2 separate regions of the Mus musculus genome follow, and region 1 is linked to region 2. The links are chromatin contacts, called in public Hi-C maps. All regions are on one chromosome and are shown on one strand. Each heading gives the region's core, a stretch centred on a gene start, on an enhancer-like site or on the middle of the called end of the contact. The rest is flanking DNA. Distances are from core to core; before and after follow the strand shown. Region 1 holds the start of Gm32533 (a long non-coding RNA gene). Region 2 overlaps Lrguk (leucine-rich repeats and guanylate kinase domain containing).

Region 1 (5,854 bases), core at 3,326-5,825, 150 kb before region 2:
AAGGGCCATGTTCCGGGCCAACTGCCAGCAGTCCTGCATGGCCACTCTTTTCAGAAATGGTCTCTGTCAAGTGTTGTTGGAAAAGTTACCTCAGACTCAGCTGCCTGGTCCCATCTGCTGAGTGGGATGAGTGGCTGTGAAAGCCGGGTCACAACTGAACAACAAATACCCACAGAGCAATAACAATGTATCAGACCACAGAGTGATAACACTGTATCAGACCACAGAGTGATAACACTGTATCAGATCACAGAGTGATAACAATGTATCCTCTCCTAGTAATGGGACAATGGGTGTTTTTCATTTCATCTTGGTACTTCCGATATTATTAGATGACAAAGAAAAGAAGAAAACATCTAAAAAACAACTAAACAAACAAAAATAATCATCAACTAGAAGAAAAAGGAAAAAAAAATCAGTCCTGATCACACACCTTATAGTTCAAGTCACAACCTGTGGATCACAACCCCTTTGGTTGGTGGCAGGGGATTGGGGGCGGGGTGTCATTTCACGTGGGCTGCCTAAGACCATCAGAAATACCAGATGTTTGCAAATCATAATGGTAGCAAAATTACAGTTATGAAGTAGCAGCAAAACTAATTTTGCGGTTGTGTGGGATTACCACAGGAGGAACTAACTAACTGTGTGAACAGCAAGCCAGAGCATTAGAAAGAATGAGAACCTCTGGTTTCAAGGTTTGGCACTCCAGGCTCTCCCATGCCTATGTTACTACAGGCCTACACAGGGTCATTCATTCATTCATTCATTCAGTTTATATTGAGTCTCTGATAAATCACTTATTATGTTAGGCACTGAGGGAGCAGTACAGAACTCTTACCCTGGAGTTGTCCTCAGTTTATCCAAAAGGGTATGAACTATGAGCAAGGCAGCCAGGAGAAGCTCCAAGGACACCCAGAGACACAGCACGGGAGCTTCATGGGGAGGATCCTAGAAGAAAGGAAGCATGATGGACACTGGAAGAGAGGTGGGCATGGAAAGAACAGCCCAGGCAGAGGGACCAGCCACGGAGGGGCAGCGTGCATGGAGGTCCAGGTGCAGGCGGTGAGCAGTGGGTCTTGAGCAGTAGGTCTGGAATCTGGGTAAAGGGCAGGGAAGGAAGCTTGGGGTTTTCTTTCCTATAAGTGCATAAAGAGTTCAATGAAGGCTTTTAAACAGAGGGAAAGGGACTCCTCTGTACCCGACCTTGGCTTTACCATCAGTCTCTCTGAGCTTCTCATTCTGTGACAACTGTGACTTTTGAATAATGACTTCCCGGGTGGGTCTCTGCAAGTGCCTCCAGGTTTCCTGCACTGGCATGACTGCACTGAACTAGTTCATTCCGTTTTGGGTCCTCCTCCTGACTGTTTGGTTAAAACTTGGCTCCTTGGGGGCGTCTCCCTTTCCCCAGGTGACACATTCACTGTCTGCTTTCCAAAAAACAAAGCGGCCCAAGTAACACTTCCCACCCTGCTTCATGAAACTGTGGGTGTTTGGGGCAAGAAAGAAACTAGGAACAAATTTAGAGAAACTGAAGGGTTTGCTAGTCAATAGATGCCAAAACGTTTCTTTGTGTGTGGGGGAAATATGTATATATATTTTTTTATTTTTAACTGACAGGTCATCGTGTTTATTTATAGGGTAAAATGTGAGAGCTTCATGCGTACATTACAGAGTCAATCAAGCTAATTAGCATATCTATCAGCTCGTCAACTCACTGGCTTCCCAGGTTTTTATTTATTTTGTATTTAATGAGCTGTAACCATTGCTCATATTTATGGGGGACAGTGTGATTCTTTTGTATATGTGTACATACCTAGCACATCAGAGTAGTTTGTGTATCTATTATCTGAAGCCTTTATCACCTCTTTAGGGTGAGACTATTATAATTTTATTCTTTTGGCAAATTTGAAATACATAATAAATTCAGAATTATTAACAGGCATTACAACAGGCCACTAAAAGTTATTATTTTTTATTCTAGCTGAAACTTTGTACTCTTTGATCAGCATCTTCCGTTCTCCTCCCTTTCCCCTTCTCCCCAGCCTCTGTGAGGCTTTCTAGTCTCTGCAAATTTTCATTTTTAATAAAAATCCCGACCACCACATTGATGCCTTGTGGGAGTTGGAGTCAATATTAATTCTGAGTTCTTTTCATTTGCGGTGAACTGCTTCCCTCTACCCTCCCTCAAAGAAGGAGAGAAGGGGAGGGCAAGGTGGGTTTGTGGCGTGCCTGCTGGCTTCCCTGCCTCATGAGCAGATTCTACCAAGGCTTGGGGACACTGATACCTGCCTGCCCAGAGCACCCTGATGTCACCCGCAGCTAGCGAACAGCTCAAGGATGGCAGTTACAAACGCTACATGTGAAAACCAAAAATCCTGATGGCACATCAGCAAAAATCTGTGGGAGGCTTTTCCATGACCGGAAAGTGGGCTGGAACACGCAGTTGCCGTTTCGCACCCCAAGTTACTTATTCCTGACAAGCCGTCTGTCAGAGTAAGAGATCTGAAGGGCCCCGAATAAAACCTTCGGGTTATGTAATCGCCTGGCCTGGCCCTTAGGAGGTCGCACTGAAAAGCCCCACATCCAGTTTTGTCGCTGTCTGTAATAACTTATCAAAATGCCATCAGTGCAAAAAAAGAGGAGACAATATTTGTCACAAAGAACTCAGAAGACTCGGAGAGCTCTGTAGGAAAAATCAAGTCAGGGAGCAAGATGGGTTACGTGGTTCCGACTCTGCTCAGCCTCTCATACTGGGGGCGGGGGAAGAATGTTCCTTAGCTTTGTTTTATACATAAATATGTATATGTATATAATGTATATGTATATAAAATAAAATATACAATATATGTGGTATATGGGGTATATATTGTATATATAATGTAATGTTATTTATATGTATATATACACACACACATATATCCTATATATACCATATATACCATATATCCAATATATCTCATATGGCCAGGGCAGACTAATAAATGCAACCACAGTGCAAAATATCTGGCATGGTCCAAGCATGGGAGTGCTGTTCAACACATGTCAGCTTTAAGAATTTTGACATATAATAAAGGAATGAATGTGCTAGCACAGGGAGATACTGGGTGTGGTGTGCCAGGCACAGGTTTGGGCATAAGAAGTGCACCCCAAATTACTGGTACTTACTACCAAATGGGAGAGACTATCCATAAGAACTAATTAAAAGAATTGGGTTGGGCCTGGAGAAACAACTTGTTGGTTAACATCATCTGTGGCTCTAGCAGAGGTCCAGGTTCTGTTCCCAGCACCCACACAACAGCTCACAATTGCCTCCCATTTCAATTCCAGGAGATCTGCTGCCCTCTTCTGGTGTCTATAAGCACTGCATGGTACACTTACATGCAGAGAAACTCTCATATATATTTAAAATAAAAATGAATAAAGTTTTTTTTTTAAGACTATCAATGTCATTTTTAAGAAATCAGAGCAGGCTGACTTCAGGTGCTCAGGAAAGACCTTCCCCGAGGAAGGAACATAGTAAGCACAGAATTAAAAGAAAGAAGAAGCCCAGTCTTCCCAGCCAAGATGGCGCTGTCACAAAAGGAACCCAGCATGGCTTGAGAGCAGTTTGTCCAAGAAAGAGCAGGAGGTGGGGACCAGCCCACAAGCTGGAGTGCATTGAGGAGTCTTGCCAGATTCCTGGGTGACAGTCTCAGCCATGATGAGGCCAGGGGCCGCTTGGGCCAGCAGTTAGAACTGTCATGAATGTAGCCACTGGAATCAAACAGATCTGGGTTTTCGAAAGTTTCACAACCTGCTGCCAGGTTTGGAAAGCTGCTGATCCCTGTAAGCCTCACCGTCTCCATCCATAAACTCGATAGTGCATGAACAATCCCTCCCGAGGGGGTGTAAGCTGTGCAGAAGGGCCAGAACAAGGGCTTACACCTCTGCCAGCATTACTAAAGCCAATGGTGGCATGCTCTGGGCCATTCTTATGCCTTTCAATAAACGTGCATTAATTTCTTACACTGTAATGTACATCCCTCTATTTCCTATGCTTGGGCTGGCCACATAGCCAGACTTTTCGTGAGATTTGCAGACATACAAAATAGCAGTAACTTTTTCACCAGACTTACAACTCAATTCAGAAGGCAGGAGCTGAAAGGGAAACAAAATATGCCTTTGAATTTCCAGCCTGCCTGTCAAGAAAGATTATCACTAAAGCTATAGACACACGCCATGGAGACCTCTGCCCCTCACTTATTTTGAAGTTCCGTCTTACGTGCTCAGGCTGCAGAGAGATAGAAAGGACGATGGCCAGAGGCCAAGAGGATAAACATAATAAACACAGCAATAGCGTGAGACATGACAAAAATAAAAGGTACAGAGAGGGTTAGAAGAACTTAATGATGGAACCTAGGAATCTATCCGTTCCCTGCGTTTGCTTGGTTAGAGATGAATTCACAATACAGATGTTTATGTGTGAGCATCTCAGTTAGGCATTATGATGGGAGCTGAGCACACACAGGGGCAGAATGTCATCCTTGCTCTCATGGAGAGAGCATTAGCTGTGCTGAGAAAACTGGTAAATGCTAGGCTGGGATTGCATACCAGACACTAGAGGGCAGTGGTGGAGCATGAATGGGTCACCATCCAGCAGTGCAGGCTTCCTGGAAGAATGGGGGCTTGTGGTCTGGGGTGCTTGGTTGAATAGCCTAGTAAGGACCACCCCACTAATAACGGATGCCCAAAACTGCCCGAGGTGAGTACGCAACATACTCAGCTGTGCTCAGTGTACTGAATATTCGCTCAAACAGGTGAGGGTGTGGGTGTTTTCACTCAGGGTGATTTCAGTACAATGAATTTCAGTTCTAAAATAGATTTATGATCGGGAAACTCTTCCTCAGTTAGCATGAGCTCGTTGCTAGTGGCATTCAATCTTTAAAGAATCATTTTGATGGTATATAATCGCAATTTTATGGTATATAGTGTGTTATATTTTGTTGTGCACAAGTATTAAACTATTGCTTTGTTGTTGTTTTTTATATTTTCTAAAGATTTATTTTATTATTTTGTATATATGGGTGGTTTTCCAGAAGTCACAGAGCTGGGCCTTGAACCTGCAAGAACAGTAAGAGCTCTTAATCACTGAGCCAACTCTCCAGCTCCAAGACTAATTTTTTTTTCTTTTTGAGATAGGCTTTCTCTACGTGGCTCAGGCTGTCTTCAGACTCAAAGAGATCCTCCTGCCTCTGCCTGCTGAGTGCTGGGGTCAAAGGCAGCTGCCACCACTCCTGTCTTGGGTAAAGTATCTACTCCCTTACACTTGGCCTTGAGAATCTTTGAAAGTTATTGCTGGCCTGGGAAGATGGCTCTGTGGGCAGAGTGTTTACCATGCCTGTATGACGACCTGAGTTCCAATGTCCAGAACCCATGGAAAAAAACAGACAAGGTAGCACACATTCCCAGCATCCTCCTACTGAGGGATGAGAGACAGAGTAAGACTCCACCAAAACTCAGGCCAGCTAGCCAGGCCTGCAGAGCGGGAACAAGAGACTGTGTTTCAAGCAAGGTGGAATCCAGGCACCTGGAGCTGGCCACTGACCTCCACAAGTATGCCGCGGTACATGTGTGCACTCACACACACCATATGCCCACACATGTATACACACAGACACACACACATACGGGGGTGAGGGGAAGAGGGAGAGGGAGAAGGGCAGGGAGAGAGGAGAGAGAATTAATGCTATTAACACTTGTGAGGAACACAAACATAGGTGAGGTGATTAACTTCGCTTAGCTTTACCGCTAACAAATGGCTTGCTGTCTCCCTGCTGTAATAAAACACGGGACTCTATCTCTAGGTGGAGGAGTG
Region 2 (5,936 bases), core at 561-3,060:
CAGGCACGTCTGGGGTCTAGGGGAAGGCAGAGGGTAAATAAGAGGTAGAGGAACCACAGGGCACACTTTGTTCTGATGTGTCCTAATAGTACCCAACACAATCTGAGCTGACTTAAAGAACCAGTGGTTCCTCTTTCTCCTCTAGGCCCTACCCACTCCCTCCATCTCCTGTATCTCTAGGATGCCCGGGTAGCCAGTGGCTGCAGCCCCTTGCATGGCCCCGCTTATTTTTCCCACAATCTGCTAACCCCTGAGGACTTCAAATATTACCAGCCTTACAGGAAGGGATGAGAGACTGTAAAGCCTTAGATAATCCTCTTGATAATTAGCTCCTAAATGACTGAATTAGGTCTTTTCAGAAGATTGGAAATACCACAATTAGGGAAGTCTCAGTTGCAAATTCAATTTTGTTGTAGTTGGACTTAATCCTAAATCTCATTAATTATTCGAGGTGATTTAGAGCATTGCTTGTTATTGTGCCTTGACTCCGGATTGGTTCAAACTCACATCTGAGCTCGGCATTTTATCCCACGCAGGTAGCCCCAAACGTGACGCTAAGGAGAACTCTGCGCTAACGGAGTTCACGTGTAACGGAATTACAGGCGAGCTGGGGCTGGGAGCCAGCGTTTGCCATTCTTTGTTGCAGCCCAGTATTCCTGGGCACCAGAATGAAAGAATCCACACAGTAGACGTTCTAGCCTTGTCTGTATAAGAGACTTGTTCTCCACCAGAAAGAGGTGTGGTGATAGCACCCTCTTTCTCTCTCAGTCTGAAGGAAACGACAAATCAAGGACAGTCGTGCCAACCGCAGGCAAAGCCAGGCCAAGTGACACAGACACACGCAGAGAGGCGGGCATACCAGCTGTCTTGGGCAGGATTGGCGGGCAGTGAGAGATGGCTCTGCCATCCTACATTTTGTGAGGGTTTGAGTGGGAAATATTCCCCCCAGTCTTGGGTGTCTGAATGCTCGTTCTCCAGCTGGTGGCTGTCTGGGTAGGTTTGGGAGGTGGGGCTGGCTGTAGGAAGTGTGTCACTGGGGGAGGGCTTGGAGGTTTTAAAAGCCACACACCATCCCCAGTCAACTCTGCTTCCTGCCTGAGGTTCCAGATGTGAGCTCTCCACTCTCAGCTCCCACTGCGGTTGCCATGCCTGCTGTGTGATGTCTCTGTCACTATGGGCTCTAAACCTCTGGAACCTTAACATAAACTCTTTCTTCTGTAAGTTGCTTTGGTCATAGAATTTATCACCAAAACAGAAAGCCAGTTAATATGCCTGATCAAGAGTCTGGGAAGCCAGAAAATCTCACCAACTTCTACTTCACTTCTCTGGATCAAACAATACTGCAGTTGCGAGCACCTCTCAAAGAGGTAGGTAATTCACTGGGTATTAGCACTTTGTTAGAAGTCAACAGGCCAATCAAGGAAGGTTGCCTGTGAGACAAACCCTATGGGGAAGTCAAACACTTAACAGTTTATACCTATCAGCCCATAAACCTATCAGCCCATAACCTGCCCATTCTGCAGCCAGCTGCATGTCTGTTAAAAGTTGTCTCAATTCTATTAGTTTCCACCGAGCCTGAACTCCTGCTGGGGTTCATCCTTAATGCCAGTCGCATGGATATCTGTTTTAGAGTAGAAGCATCAGCTAATATTTGGACAGATACAACGAGATGGTAACTATATCTCATACTCTGTATAAGACACTCACACAGTCACTCACTGTCACACATACAGACACTCATACACTGTGACAGAAACAGTCCCTGGCTTGCTAACTTCTATGTCGTCCCTCCTTGGTGCAGTAACCTCTTTGTCCACCAGATGGCAGAAGCACCTTGCGTCTACACCAAGGGTTCTAAACCAGCAGTATTGGCCTCACCCTCACTTACTGCAAATGTAAATTCTCAACCCTTCCCCCCAATTCCACTGAGTCAGAAACTCTGCAGGTGGGGTTCAGCAACCTGTGTCCTAACGGCTCCCACTCTAGCACAAGTGAGTCTGTTGAAAGTCGAAATGTGGTCTACCTCAGGATACTTGTAAGACTGACGTCAGTACCCCCCCCACACACACACACACACAAAACCATTCTGCAATCCTGACACGTGGCAGACTCTCAGACTCCCGATGAATTAATACAGTGGGTCATGGAGAACCAGAGGAGTGGTCTTCACAGAGAGAAGTGTGGCGTGAGCGTCAGGGCATGGAGCTAAGTCTCTGGCATTCAGCACAGTCGGAGCCTCTCACGAGGCTGCAATTTCTTCAGTAAAGGTGGAAAAGCAACCTTGGACACATGGGGTGGGCAGAGCATAATCAACCTGGGAGGCATCGGGTGGGCAGGCCACTGCGCCACTAAAATGCCTTCCTAATGGGTGGATCGTCTCATAGTCTGGGATCTGCTTTGAAGTAACACGGAGGAAGAGGGACAGGGAGGGTCACACTTGTTACGCCGGAGCCTCAGTACTCATCCCAGACATTTCTCGGCTCATGCATTTGTTTGCAGTTTCCTAAAGTGAGTTTATTAAAACTTGAAAAACAACAAACCAGGCTTTTGAGCAGGGCTACCTGAAAGAGCACAGTGCTTCCCAGCTCTCAGTGCATGGACTTTGGTTATCAGAGTCAGCTGAGGGGGGCTGGGAACTGCAATGGAGAGACCATTGTCGGTGCCTTACGGGTTTCTGCTAAGGCAGGTAAAAGACAAGAGGCAAGCAGAAAGACACTCAGTGGAGAAAGCGGGTCAGAAATAAGTATTCGCTTGTTTCTCTAGGAATCTAACAGAAAAAATGGACACAGTTCCATCAAAGATCAGAAAATCAGAAACAAGAACCGGGCTATGAAGAAAACCTGACAGTTACAGGACTACATTCCTTAAGTGTGAAGAAGGAGAGTCTACTGATAAATACATGGACCTGCAGACGGTGTGGTCAGAAAAGCTGGTGGTGGAGCACATGGGGAGGGGAAGAATGACTCTGGGAAGCCCTGGTGTTTAGATATTAAAAATAGGAGGAGCTAGCTAGGATGGAACCGCAAAAGCAAGCCAAAGGCGGGGGGTGGGGGGGGGGTGGGGGGGGGGAGGCTGATCCATTTGAGCTGATACAGCTGAAGGGTGTTGTCCATACCGGGAGGGCCTGATCTTTTCTTTGGGGAGGCCAAGGGGGATGGGCCTGGGAGAGAGGGGAGGGGAGGGGAGGGGAGGAGACTGTGGAAAAGGAAGGTATGGCGGTCCGGATATGATGTATGAGAGATGAACAAAAACAAATAAAAGGCATCATCAAACAGTCTGCCGGGGGGGGGGGGGGGGGCGGCATTGCCCTCACTCACTCCCTTCCTCCCTGCCTCCCTCCCTGGACAACAATGAATCAATATGTAAATTGATCTACAAATCACTTACATCAAATTCAGTATTATTAAACTACATTAAATTCCATATGCAGCCTGTAGATTTCTGTACTAGCTCGGCGATCAGTCTCCTCAAGCGACAGTCACGTACCTTCGATTCTGTTTCCCGAAAGATTCAACTTCTGCAGGTGGACATAGCCACACAGAATGCTGATGTCGACCAACTCACAGTGCTGAGGGGACGAAGAGGGAGAGGGGCTTAAATATGGCCACTCTTGTTTGTGTGAGCCTTCCTGCAACATCTAGAAACAACACTGGTGGAAAGAAATTCGGAATTTCTTTCAAAAGCATAGAAGAGCCGGGCGGTGGTGGTGCACGCCTTTAATCCCAGCACTCGGGAGGCAGAGGCAGGCGGATTTCTGAGTTCGAGGCCAGCCTGGTCTACAAAATGAGTTCCAAGACAGCCAGGGCTACACAGAGAAACCCTGTCTCCAAAACAAAACAAAACAAAACAAAAAAAAGTATAGAAGAGAGAAATGAAACCTAAGACCCTCTACTAATGGGACTCCAAAGTAGACTACAGATCCCACCAAAAGAAAGTATTCTTTCAGAAGAAACACTAGTCTGTCGTTGTAGTGGTGCAGGCTTTTAATCAAGGCAGAGGCAGGTGAATCTCTGTGAGTCTGAAGGCAACCAAGGCTACCCAATAAGACCCTGACTCAAAAAGAAGAAGAAAAAATAATTTATCAGCGTAAGAAATTAGTGTTATCAGCAAGAGCAAATCTGGTGAAAAGATAAACAGTTCGTGAGAACTGTTAGGCGGAGTTTGAAATAAAAGTTATAGCAATAAAGATCACATTTTCATCCAGCCAGAGAAAAGCAAACGCTGGGAGTTTAAATGAAGTCTTAAGGGACATCACATGCCGTGAGGCTATCACTAACACACGCTGCAGAAAGAAGCACAGAGAGGCGTGTGGCTAAGCCTGGAGTGACACAGCACCCTGGGGAGCCGCAGCATCCGACTCTGCGGAGTCTCTGTCCAAAATTCATACCTGAAAACGGTACTCAAAGGAAGTTCAGGTGGACTTAGGAGGGAATCTGATCCCTTGGCATAGAGACTTAGACAAGTGGTTCATGTCACTCTGTCTCAAGCGGTAAAAGACAAAAAACAAACAAAACAAAAAACAAAACAAATAAACAACAACTACAAAATGACTCTAATAGGGAGTCATTTGAAAGCAGGTTCTCATGTGGGGAGTGAAGTGGCAAACCAGCATTGAGTGCCCACTGTGTACATCACCATGGTGATGAGAAAACAGGGAGGGGTGGAGCTTTGCCATGCCTTTAAGAATGTAGGACTTTGGCAGGAGAGAAGATATGTATGCAAGTAATTAGAGGAGTCAAATAAATAATAATGCATTGTTGTTGTTGTTGTTGTTGTTGTATTATCATGTATAGCATGAGTAAGATACTGAGCCAGAAAGTGTACTCATTGAGACAGGGTTTTGAGGCCAAGTAACTTAACATGTAATCTCTCAACAGTAAGGAGGGCAGGGGCAAAGTGAGTTAAGCTCCCTCCCTCTGGCTGAAATAAGATTCAAAGGGTTGCTTTTGTTGGCAGACCAACCTAAGGCATAGCTCTACATACGTAAGTAGACTGACTATTGGTGGAAATGACCCTTCACGGGGCTGTACTGGCTGCCAGAATGACAGCATTTCAATGGTTCACACAGTGCTGTGTGTATAGGGCACTCACCGGACGTTACACCTGAGTGCCTGGGACACCCACAGAAGGTTAGACATTGCTGGGGATAGAGACTATGGCAGTCATATGCTGACGGACATACTATGAAGCCAGCACCAGGGACCACACTTCATTAGTCCTTGGGTGTTTTATTAGTTCAAATCCAAGGCAGAACACCCTTTCCGTTGGGAATGAAGCAAACCAGAAAGCTATAGTAAAAGTTCGATGTGCTTTTCTTTAAGTACACGTAGAGTGCACAGTTGTGCAGGTATGGGTGCACGTGTGTATAAGAGGGGTGTGTGTGTGTATGTGTGTGTGTGTGTGTGTGTGTGTGTGTGTGTGTGTGAGTGTGAGCATGCTCGATATCAGCTGTCTTCCTCACTTGCATTTACTTTGTATACTGAAGCTGCCTCTCTGCCTGAATCTGGAGCTCAGGATTTCATCTTGACCAGGCTGACACACCAGCATGACTAAGATCCAAACTCCAGCCTTCACACTTGCACCTCAAGCACTTTACCCATGAGCCATTGCACCAACCCCTTGACTTTTTTTTTTTTTTCTAATGGAAGCAAAAAGAACTAAACTATTTTTCCAGGACTACGGGCAACAGCAGAGAAGCTGCAGTGTTGGCGGTCAGCTCTTGCAGCCCCTCACAGTCAAAGTGGAGCCAAGACCCTGCGCTATTGGCTGACGAGGGTTGAAATCTTGAAAATTGATGGGTAACAATAGATTTTTTTTTTTGCTTTAATGATAGGCATCTTTATGAAAATAAAAGACAGCTCAGAGCTACTTACTTCTTGACATACTTCAGGGAGAAATCAATAATACTCGGTTCCCTGGGATTCAGATAGAGTTTA

Evidence for each region. Hi-C and Micro-C count contacts between places; a contact is called where the count stands out from the background.
Region 1: a Hi-C map of double positive thymocytes shows a contact between it and region 2, with 4 times the contacts expected there. The contact joins two enhancer-like sites. A contact is called at or near these places in 3 of 39 promoter capture datasets (the C10 cell line, the HPC-7 cell line and cranial neural crest), 1 of 15 datasets of contacts at CTCF or cohesin (embryonic stem cells), 49 of 484 Hi-C or Micro-C datasets (8-cell embryo, the AML12 cell line, B cells and 29 more), 12 of 115 datasets of contacts at active chromatin or transcription factors (T-cell acute lymphoblastic leukemia, astrocytes, bone marrow-derived dendritic cells and 4 more) and 2 of 9 other capture datasets (macrophages and pancreatic islet).

The regions. Positions count from the first base shown.
Region 1 is chr6:34,192,667-34,198,520 of GRCm38.p6, reverse strand. It overlaps Gm32533 (a long non-coding RNA gene), which reads right to left and starts at 1,339. Exons shown (of 7, transcript XR_377532.4): 1 at 839-1,339. Within about 2 kb of position 4,575, at least 25 of the 459 cell types and tissues checked have an H3K27ac peak or open chromatin away from gene starts, as enhancers often do. A contact at or near this core is called in T-cell acute lymphoblastic leukemia and double positive thymocytes, where this site is marked.
Region 2 is chr6:34,036,940-34,042,875 of GRCm38.p6, reverse strand. It overlaps Lrguk (leucine-rich repeats and guanylate kinase domain containing), which reads right to left. Exons shown (of 20, transcript NM_028886.1): 3 at 3,487-3,568. Among named protein-coding and RNA genes, the nearest start is that of Gm38786, 10 kb to the right of the region's middle. Within about 2 kb of position 1,810, at least 27 of the 459 cell types and tissues checked have an H3K27ac peak or open chromatin away from gene starts, as enhancers often do. A contact at or near this core is called in T-cell acute lymphoblastic leukemia and double positive thymocytes, where this site is marked.